Regions from separate parts of the Mus musculus genome. Here region 1 is linked to region 2. The links are chromatin contacts, called in public Hi-C maps. All regions are on one chromosome and are shown on one strand. Each heading gives the region's core, a stretch centred on a gene start, on an enhancer-like site or on the middle of the called end of the contact. The rest is flanking DNA. Distances are from core to core; before and after follow the strand shown.

Evidence for each region. A called contact is a pair of places that touch in the nucleus more often than the background predicts.
Region 1: a contact with region 2 is called in a Hi-C map of liver, with 4 times the contacts expected there. The contact joins two enhancer-like sites. A contact is called at or near these places in 1 of 39 promoter capture datasets (liver) and 5 of 484 Hi-C or Micro-C datasets (all in liver).

Annotation. Positions count from the first base shown.
Region 1 is chr8:128,338,521-128,343,182 of GRCm38.p6, reverse strand. The region is part of intron 1 of A930035F09Rik (a long non-coding RNA gene); the gene reads left to right. Among named protein-coding and RNA genes, the nearest start is that of A930035F09Rik, 17 kb to the left of the region's middle. Within about 2 kb of position 3,177, at least 6 of the 459 cell types and tissues checked have an H3K27ac peak or open chromatin away from gene starts, as enhancers often do. A contact at or near this core is called in liver, where this site is marked.
Region 2 is chr8:128,091,763-128,096,880 of GRCm38.p6, reverse strand. No RefSeq gene overlaps it. Among named protein-coding and RNA genes, the nearest start is that of Mir21c, 180 kb to the left of the region's middle. Within about 2 kb of position 3,375, at least 8 of the 459 cell types and tissues checked have an H3K27ac peak or open chromatin away from gene starts, as enhancers often do. A contact at or near this core is called in liver, where this site is marked.

The DNA of each region.
Region 1 (4,662 bases), core at 1,928-4,427, 250 kb before region 2:
CTAGGCCCTGGCCTATTGGATGGATCACAGGGCCCCCAATGGAGGAGCTAGAGAAAGTATCCAAGGAGCTAAGAGATCTGCAACCCTATCGGAGGAACAACATTATGAACTAACCAGTACCCCAGAGCTCTTGACTCTAGCTGCATATGTATCAAAAGATGACCTAGTCGGCCATCACTGGAAAGAGAGGCCCATTGGTCAGGCAAACGTTATATGCCCCAGTACAGGGGAATGCCAGGGCCAAAAAATGGGAATGGGTGGGTAGGGGAGTTGGGGGGGGGGCTTTTGGGATAGCATTGGAAATGTAATTGAAGAAAATACGTAATAAAAAAAAAGAAAAAAAAAGAAAATACAAAAGATACTGTGATCCCAACTGCTCAATTTTCTGAGCCAACAGAGGGACTGGTTAGACTATAACATAAGATTGTTATAGAATTCCCAAGACAACATTATTAGCTGGTAGTTTTCTTCTCCTCTGTCTGTCTGTCTGTCTGTCTCCTTCTTCCTCCTCCTCCTCCTTCTCTTCCTCCTCCTCCTCTTCTTCTCCCTTCTTTCCTTCCTCCCCCTTCTTCCCTTCTTGCCTTGCTCTGGCCCTTTCTATCCAACAAGCTTTTTTCTTTCTATAGCTATAATTACTAAATGCACACTCTGCATATTTTAATTTCTCTTCTTTCCCTGATAAATATTTTCCACACTTCTTGCTTTGAGTTTTTATTTGTTTGTTTATTCTTTTGTGTTACTGGGGATGGAACCCATAGTCATGCACATGTTAGACAAGCACTTCACCACTGAACTATATCTCCACCCTTGCTTTTCCTTTTTATTTTATGACAGGGGTCTCATTAAGTAGACCAGGCTGGCCTTGAACACACAACTCTCAACATGATGGGATGTTAGGCTCGTGCCACCAGGCCTGGCCTTATTTTAGGGTAGTTAATAATATGAAATAACTAGCTTACAAACAGCTCCACTATGGATTTTAAATCTAAGCTGTTTGGTGAGAATTCTATGCTGTTTTCTAAAGAAACAATGTAGCTTTCATGAGTGGCAGCTCTGGGTTGGTTGTGACCCTTACCATGTCTCCCCCCACCTTGGATATTTTCTTTATTTACATTTCAAATGTTTTCCTCTTTCCAGGTCTCCCCTTTGGAAACCCCTTATCCCATATTCCCCACCTCTATGAGGGTGCTCCCCCACTCCCCCACTCCCATTCTCCCACCCCTGGCATTCTCCTACACTGCGGCATCAAACACCCTCAGGCTCAAGGGTCTCTCCTCCCACTGATGTCCAACAAGGCCATCTTCTGCCACATAGGTGGCCAGTGCCATGAGTAGCTCCATGTGTATTCTTTAGTTGGTGGTTCAGTCCCTGGGAGCTCTGGGGGGTCTGGCCTGTTGACACTGTTGCTCCCTCCATGGGGCTGCAAACCTCCTCAGCTCCTTCAGTCCCCTCTCCAACTCCTCCATCGGGGACCCCGGAGCTCAGTCCAGTGATTGTCTTCGAGCTTCCTCCTCCATATTTGTCAGGTTCTGGCAGAGCCTCCCAGGAGACAGCCATGTCAGACTTCTATCAGCAAGCACTTGCTGGCATCCACAATAATGTCTGGGTTTGGTGCCTGTATAATGAGATGGAACCATGGTTATTTTTTAAGTCTGATTTGAAATCAGGATGGTATACATCTTAGACTTTCCATTCTCCTACTTCCTCTGTGCCAGGATCACAGACATGCACTGTTATACCTGTTTTATGCAGTGTTAGGGGCATGCTGTAGTTTACTTCTCTATTGCTGTGATAAGCAACATAACCAGAAAGCAATGTGTGGAGGAAATAATTTATTTCAACTTACAGGCTATACACTATCATTGGGGAAGTCAGAGAAGGACTCAAAGCAGATACCTGGAAGCAGGAACTGAAGCACAGTCCTGTTTACTACCTTGTTCAGCCTGTACTACTTGTCCTATACAACTCAAGACTTGCTGCCCATGGTTGGCACTGCCTATACTGGCTTGAACCTTCAACATCAAACCACAAATCAGGAAAACGCAACATAGACTTGTGCATCGGCCAATAGGATAAAGGTAATATCTCAGTTGAGGTTTCCTCGTCCCAGGTGACTTTAGTTTGTGTCAAGTTGACAAGTTTTAATCAGCACAGGGTGGCACATAGGGATTAGCTCATGCAAGGCACAAGCATGCTACCAGCTGTACGAGACTCCCAGTCTTGACTATGGGAATTTGTAAGAGGAGCAAAGAAGAGTACCAGAAGAGGGCTTGAAAAATACAGGTTTTGGCAACTGGATTGGTCTCATAGGACTGCCAAGGATTGGCTTTGAGAATGAGGCTCTGAATTGATAGCTTGCTCAGTATGCTGACAGTGTGCAGAGCTCCCAGCAGGAAGAACCCTCCAAGTACACGTGGGCATGAAGGGAGGCCGAGTAAGTTGTTGTCTTCAGCCAGGCTGAGTAGCTTTGGGGAACAAAGGAAGACAGCCAGTAACAGCATGGGTTTTAATTTTGCAAAGCTCATTTGGACATCAGGGCCTGTTTGCTTCAATGACAGTGGGGGAAGGGTTCAAACCCAGTTGTATTTCACTGTGATGAGATTGTTGAGGCTTCCACAGAATGGTCTCATTTCGTCATTTCAGTCTCGAAACAAGGGCATATCTTTCTCTTCCCATTGCGATTTTACATTTATTCTATGGGTCGTGTATAATGCATCATTTTTAACTTGTCAAGAGTAGTTGTGGAAGATTATTATCATTTCCCTACACTCTTCCTTTCATGACTCAAAAATATTTTCTTGCATTTAGCCTTAAGAAATAGAACAATAATGCATTTGAGTGCAGAGTCAATTGCTGAATGACCCTCATAGATTTTGTTTCAGAATTGTGTTGTGCTATTTATAATAGCAAATGGCCATTGTTTGAAGGCAAAATGATCATTTCCAAGTATTTCAAACAATCTAGCAAATATTTAAGATTCTTTACTCTCAACCCCACTGTAATCTTTCAGATGTTTTCCTATTACTGACAATTGTTTTATAAAGTCCTTCTGATTGCGCCTCTTGTCTTATCTTTGAATGTTATAGTTCAGAAGTATTTAGACAGCTTTCTGGATGGCTGCCGTCTCCTCAAGACCAGGAGAGAAGCCAGCTCCCTAGTACCAACTTGGTATGTCCTGTATATCCAGGGCAGAGTTTAGAGGCCTGGACCATGTGATCAATAAACCACTTGGAGAATTGCTCAGGCCTTCATTTTTTTTTTCTTTTTTCAAATCAGAAATTCTGGCATAGCACCCTCCAGCTGAGCCACAGAGGGTCACAGGCCTGCTGCTGCTTGCTCCTGTCTATTTTTGTCTGCTTCCAAATCAGAGGCCTAGAAGGGGCTTCAGAAGCTGTTGCCTTCATGCTCAACTTCAGAGACAAGTGCATCGACCGAATTCTAAAAGGTTTGCCAGTGGAAAGCACTTCAAAACCAGCCAACAAATATTTGTGATTACTACGTGCATGCAATAGCTTCCAAAGAGCTCAGAAAACTACATCATCCATACCCCCTAGGAATTTTCCATGCTACTGAGAGAGACAGACAGATATGCACAAAACTTCCATCTCAAAGTCTTGAACATAGAGCATGTTTGAAGGTTGAATGTCTAGACCATCACAAATACATCCCCCTCCTCTGTGTGTGTGTGTGTGTGTGTGTGTGTGTGTGTGTGTGTCTGTGTGTGTGTGTCTGTGTGTGAGGGTGCATATAATGAGCAGAGAACTTCAGATGTCATCCCTCAGGTGTTGCCAAGCTTGTTTTTTGGGGCAGGATCTATCACTGGCAAATAGGCCAGGGAACCCCAAGGATTGGCTAGTCTGTCTTTTCTCCAGGGCTGGGACTACAAGTGTCATACCCAACATTTTACTTGGGTTTTGGGGTTCTAGAGATCTCTCTCTCTGGTCTTTCTACTTCTAAGGCTGGCACTTCACTGATTAAGCTATCTCCCTATCCAGCAAATATGCACCCTTGACATCCTTTGACCCTGTTGTTTGCTCCTGGGAAAGTCTAATTGTAACACATTTATCCTAGGTCCAAATTCTAAAGTACAGAATGCAAGATGGTTAAATGACTGTTTTACAAATAGCCTGGATACAAATTCCACCAATTATTAATGTAAATCTTTCTTTTCTTTTTTTTCTTTCTTTCTTTCTTTCTTTTTTTTTTTTTTTTTTTTTTTTTTTTTTGCTTTTCCATTTCACACTTGTAAGATGGAAAGATAATAGCATGTACCTCATAGGGCTAGGAGAGTTATGGGTTGAATTTTCAGACTAGTGCCTAATATATAGAAAACCCACGGAAGAATAAATGCTATTTGCCCAATAGTCATTCACATATTTGATGACACATTAATGTCTCTTTTCATCTGCTTCGTTCTGCTTGTTTTTTTTTTCATGTAACTTCATCATTGTGTGACTAATGACAAAATCATTTAACTATTGATCACAGAATAAGATATTAGAACCCACTCAGTCCTTTTTGTTAGGTTTTAATGTTATCCTTACTTAATGTGATTAAGAGTGAGTGGGGGGGGGTGCCTCGGCCATGTTCTAAATAATTCATGTTTGCAAGAAAGTTTCACCCAAAGACATGAGCAAAACATGGCACTAATCCTCAAAGGCC
Region 2 (5,118 bases), core at 2,126-4,625:
ATTGTTTCATGCATGTTGTGCATTATAATGTGATTATTAGGGAGCATATTCTATTGTGATAAATGAGGAGTATTTTTTAAAATAGTAATTGAATATAATTATCAAGACTTTCTGATAAACAAAGATTTCCTAAACTTCTTTAAACACAGAGCATCAGCGTTCTTTACCCGTGAAAGTAGACTGTCACTAGTTTCCTCTGAATCGAACCATTCCCTAAAGACTTAGGAAGTTAGGGGGGAATAAAGTCTCAGAAAATTCCTGAATGACTCACAATACCTCTCCCTGAGGTTATATAAGCAGAAATAAATGCTTGAAAGAGTTGCTGGACCAGTGAGCTGAGGCCATTCTACTTGCAAGCTGTATGTTGAGCTCCAGGGATACAAATTCATGAGGATGCAGCTGCCTTTGAGGCACCCCTGCTCCTGTAAGTAGCTTCTCACCCACATTCCTGAAAATAACACTGATGAAGTTGCTGGTTTGCCAGTCTGGACTTGGGTAGAATCATGACTTTGGTCTTTAATCATGCTCTATCTGAAGTCACACAAGAATAACAAAAAGGAAAAACACAAAACGGTAATCACTAATTATGTTTTTTTTTTTTTTTATACATAAAAGGGCAACATCTATTTTATTGTCAATACCGCTCCAACAAAATTAATTTCCTTTGGGATTTTTGTATTTTAATGTTCTTTTTTTTTTCCATTTTTTATTAGGTATTTAACTCATTTACATTTCCAATGCTATACCAAAAGTCCCCCATATCCACCCACCCCCACTCCCCTGCCCACCCACTCCCCCTTTTTGGCCCTGGTATTCCCCTGTACTGGGGCATATAAAGTTTGCAAGTCCAATGGGCCTCTCTTTCCACTAATTATGTTTTAATTTTAAAACATTTCAAAAACCAAATTACAAGATTCTTTTTTAAGTTATAAATATTTGTTCATCAAAAGAACCACTCGTGAGAAGGAAAGACAGTGTGGGAAACACTGTCATCAATGTATGACAATATCAAGGGGCGCCTACTTGAGCAGATAATCAGTTATTCATGTAGTTATCTAGTTTTGGACAGAGGAGGTGCAAAGAGCAAGCATATATTACCTCACAGTTTCTGAGTGCTGATTGTCTCTGGCTTGGTTGTCTCATGGGATGCCGAGAGGACTATTGGGAGCTGTGTTCAATTCAGAGCCTTGTGCTCAAGGCTCTCATCTCTCCCATGTGGCTGTGGGAATCATAAGGTCTTGCTGGCTGCTGGCTGGAAACATCAGTTTCTTATAATGCATCCTTCCCCTTAGGACAGCTTAGAAAATGACAGGAGAAGGGAGTAGGGAGGAAGGAGAGAGAAAAGGAGGGAGGAAGGGAGGGAGGGAGGGGGAAAGGAGGGAGTAGGGAAATATGAACCATCAGTGGTGCTATCTCATCTCTTCTGCAGTGTTTTGTTCACCATAAGTAAATCCCTGGATTCTATTCACACTTCTGTGAGAGAAATTTCAAGGTGTGAACCCAGGAAGTGAGGTAATAGAGGCCATCTTAGCAGGTCATAGAAGCCATCTTGGTAATTGTCTACTTCACTGACAAATTAGTGAAAGACAGACTCTACCAGAGAAAAGTGGACAAGGAATTGAAAAAAAAAACATTTTTAAAAAGAAGATACATCAATTTTCTGTAATGATTTGTAGTTCAACCATATTTCTGGTCCTGATTCACCTGGATGTGACCAAGCACTAGCTATCATGCTTTCCCATAATGATACGTTATATCATTAAACTGTAAGCCAAAATAGCTGGGTTGCTTTTTGCCAGCATTGGGCCACAGCAATGAGAAATTTTATACAATGACCAGAGGGAAGGTGTGAAGGGAGCTCCTGGAAATAGAGTCAGAGGAAGAATATGAGGTCTAAAAAAGGAGAGAGGAGAGCAAGAGTGTTGAGTGGCCATATGCTGAAATTTCAAATATACTGTCATGTTGGCATTATGATGCAAAATACATATCTCCAGTCTATAGATCTGAAACAGCATCCTGCCTGAAGAGTGCCAACCCATTCAGCATCCAGTGCTGTGCATGGAATAAACATGAATAAAGAAAACATCTAACCAATAAATGTATGAGACAGTTTGAAGCCATACAAGGGCCACCGAGGTAGAGTTTAGGAAGAATTTGGTCGCTCACGCACTTTTGCAACTTCGTGGAAGTTTGGAGTGGAACTTCATGCCCATGCCATCTTATCCCAGTTTCAAACTTTCAATTCATCTTTAATCATAGAAATGAAGGGTCTCATGGAGACACTACACAGGTAAAAGATGAGTGATGAGAGGGTTTTCTATGTGTGAGGTAAGATGCTCTTGCCCTCAAGATCCCTAACTGACACATTTCAAATGCTCCCTCCATTCCCTGACATAATACTCATTTGGCTTTTTGTGCAATTTGAAGAGCCCTATTCTTTCACTTTTCTTTCTTCTTTCTTTCAGCTCAGCATTGAAGCATTATGAACAAACACAAGTGAAAAACAAACACAGTAGCTCTACTGAGTTCATTCAGGGGCAGTTAAGTGTTTGTAAGCATTCAGTCATAACATTCAAACATTCTGACAGTAAACAGCATACTGACTAAACATGTAAAGAGCAAGCCTTCAAAGGGTTTTCCAATGACCAGCACTAGCCCTTCCTAATATAGTCTCCTCTTCCGTAGTAAATGTCTCTGCTTAGTGGAGTCTCATTTGGTGTTCCACCTTTTTTTTCTTCCAAATTTGTAGGAAACTCGGCTTTAGAATTTACACTCTCTGTATGTTTCCATTGTTAAGACTAGAAACTATTAAGATGGCTGAGGAAAATGCTGCCCCCACCCCTGTATCAGTTAAGAAAGGCTGTCATGAGTACTTACTTTTGTTTAAGATTTGAAATTATTAGTTTTAAATCAGAATTAATATTTGGCATCCAGCAGTGAGCATTTATAGTTTAAAAGTAATCTGTCTCAGGAAAATACTAAATGGTGAAATAATGCATGCTTTGCCCTGTGTGCTGTACAGTACATCTAATGAATGGGTCTCAGGGTTGGACTCACATGGTGAAAAGTGGTGGGTCTTTCACAGACCGCCCTGTGACAATGCCTTGTTTTCTGTAATGTGTTCAATTCCAAACACATGGGTATCATTTTTGAAAATGAATTGTGAGGTTTTCACTGTATGAATTTATTTACTCTGTGTGTATGGGTGTTTGCATGTGTTATGTGAATGTGTGGGTGTGCAAGCTATAGCTTGCATATGGAAGTCAAAGGACAACTTGAGCAAATCAATTCTTTCCTTCCACCATGTTGACTTTGGGAGGATTGAACACTGTGCCTTTTCACTGAGAGGTCTTTGCCAGACCTGTGGGTGTTATTTTTGAAGCCAGCTTCATTGATTAGTAGATGTTGTGGAGCTACAGAGGCATATCTGTGAAGTATTCAGTTGGATGGGTCTTTTCTAGCAATTTCCTTTTTTTTTTTTTATCAAGAGAAAAATCGAAGCTATTTTCAATGCAAAAGCAAACTCTGAACAGCACCCACTAGAATTAGTAAAGCAACATTTCATCAGAAAATCACCTGCAAAATTTAGAGCACAATTTACAATTACTAATTGGTGTGTTAAATGGATGCATTCAGAAAGTAGCAAGGGGATGAGTCAATACTTCCAAAAGAACCTTAATTTCAGGATTTCCTGAGTGAGTGCTCCAAATTACCAGCCTACCTCCCCATTAGTGCCCGGGTTAGAGAAGTCAGCTCACCCAGACGTTTGTTGTGTGCATAATTTCAAAATGAATAAATACTACTTTGGAAATCACTCTGGTTCATTTTGCCAAAAGCAACACCCTTTCTGGGCACGCAGCCACTAGATAGTCACCCTACTTTCTTTGTGACTGTGAAACCCTGAAACATTGTTTGCAGATCTATCAAAGGACTCATCGAGTCAGAGGATGATCAGGGAGAATGCGTCAGCCATTAAAATGTAGAAAGGTGAGATCGAAATGGCAAAGATATACAGCTTTTATCTCAGTATGCTGCAAGTAGCTTTTCGATCTTCTACACTAAGAGTGGTATTCTACCATGGCTCAGTGCTCTGCCATGGGGAACACTCCTCTTCTTACCATCTCTCAGTTGTCCATGAATGTGTTTGTAAAGCAGCTGCTGTCCATTTTCAGCTTGTACCCACCCACTGGGCCAACTCATCCATACACAGACCTTGAACTTGAACTAGTGGGTGTAATTTGTAAACTACAGTGAGTGACACTGGGTGGGTGGAGGTGTTCTAACCCTGTTGTGATTTTATCCTAGATGTTTCATCTCCATCTTATGGTGGGAGATCCAACAGACTGCACTTTGTAACAGGAAGTTCTGAACTGTGCTTGGTACACCACAGTTAAATACCCAGTGGTGCCCTGAGACTTGGTCAAGGGATGTCACTATCTGCTGAGGGTGGTTCTCTAGAACCGAATCAGCCTGGATTGAGATTTACCTCTAGAGCTTGTCAGAGGGCCCAGTGCCTCTCCTTCTCCATTCTAACATACAAACAACAAAAAAAAATTCCCCCTAAATACTCATGTGCTAAAGGCTTGATCCCTAATGCAGCATGTTCAAAGATGATGGGATGGTTATTGAGTCATGGGGATTGGATTGGATCATCGGATTCATCTTTGATTGGTTCTTAATTGAATGGCACCATTGGGAGGAGGTAGAAACTGTTGAAGGTAGGGCTTAACTGGAGTAAGAAGGTCTTGAGGCATACCTTGGGGACACATCTTTGTCTTGATCCCAGCTAGGGATTCTCGTACTATATACCTTCTCAATTAGCTCCTCAAAAATTTAGTGCTTTGGAGATATAGCCTAGTTGGGTTCCCAGATACCACAAGGACCCAGGTACAGCAGTGCTCACTTGGAAACTCAATATCAGGGAAGCATAGACAAGTAGATCCCTGGGCTCACAGGCCAGCTAGTTAAGGCTAATAGGCAAGTCCAAGCCAGTGAAAGGTCATTTCTCAAAACAAGGTAGATGGCATTTGAGAAACAATAAAGAGCTAAGGTCCAATGATCTCTGCACACACACACACACGCACACGCACACACACACACACACACACACACACACAC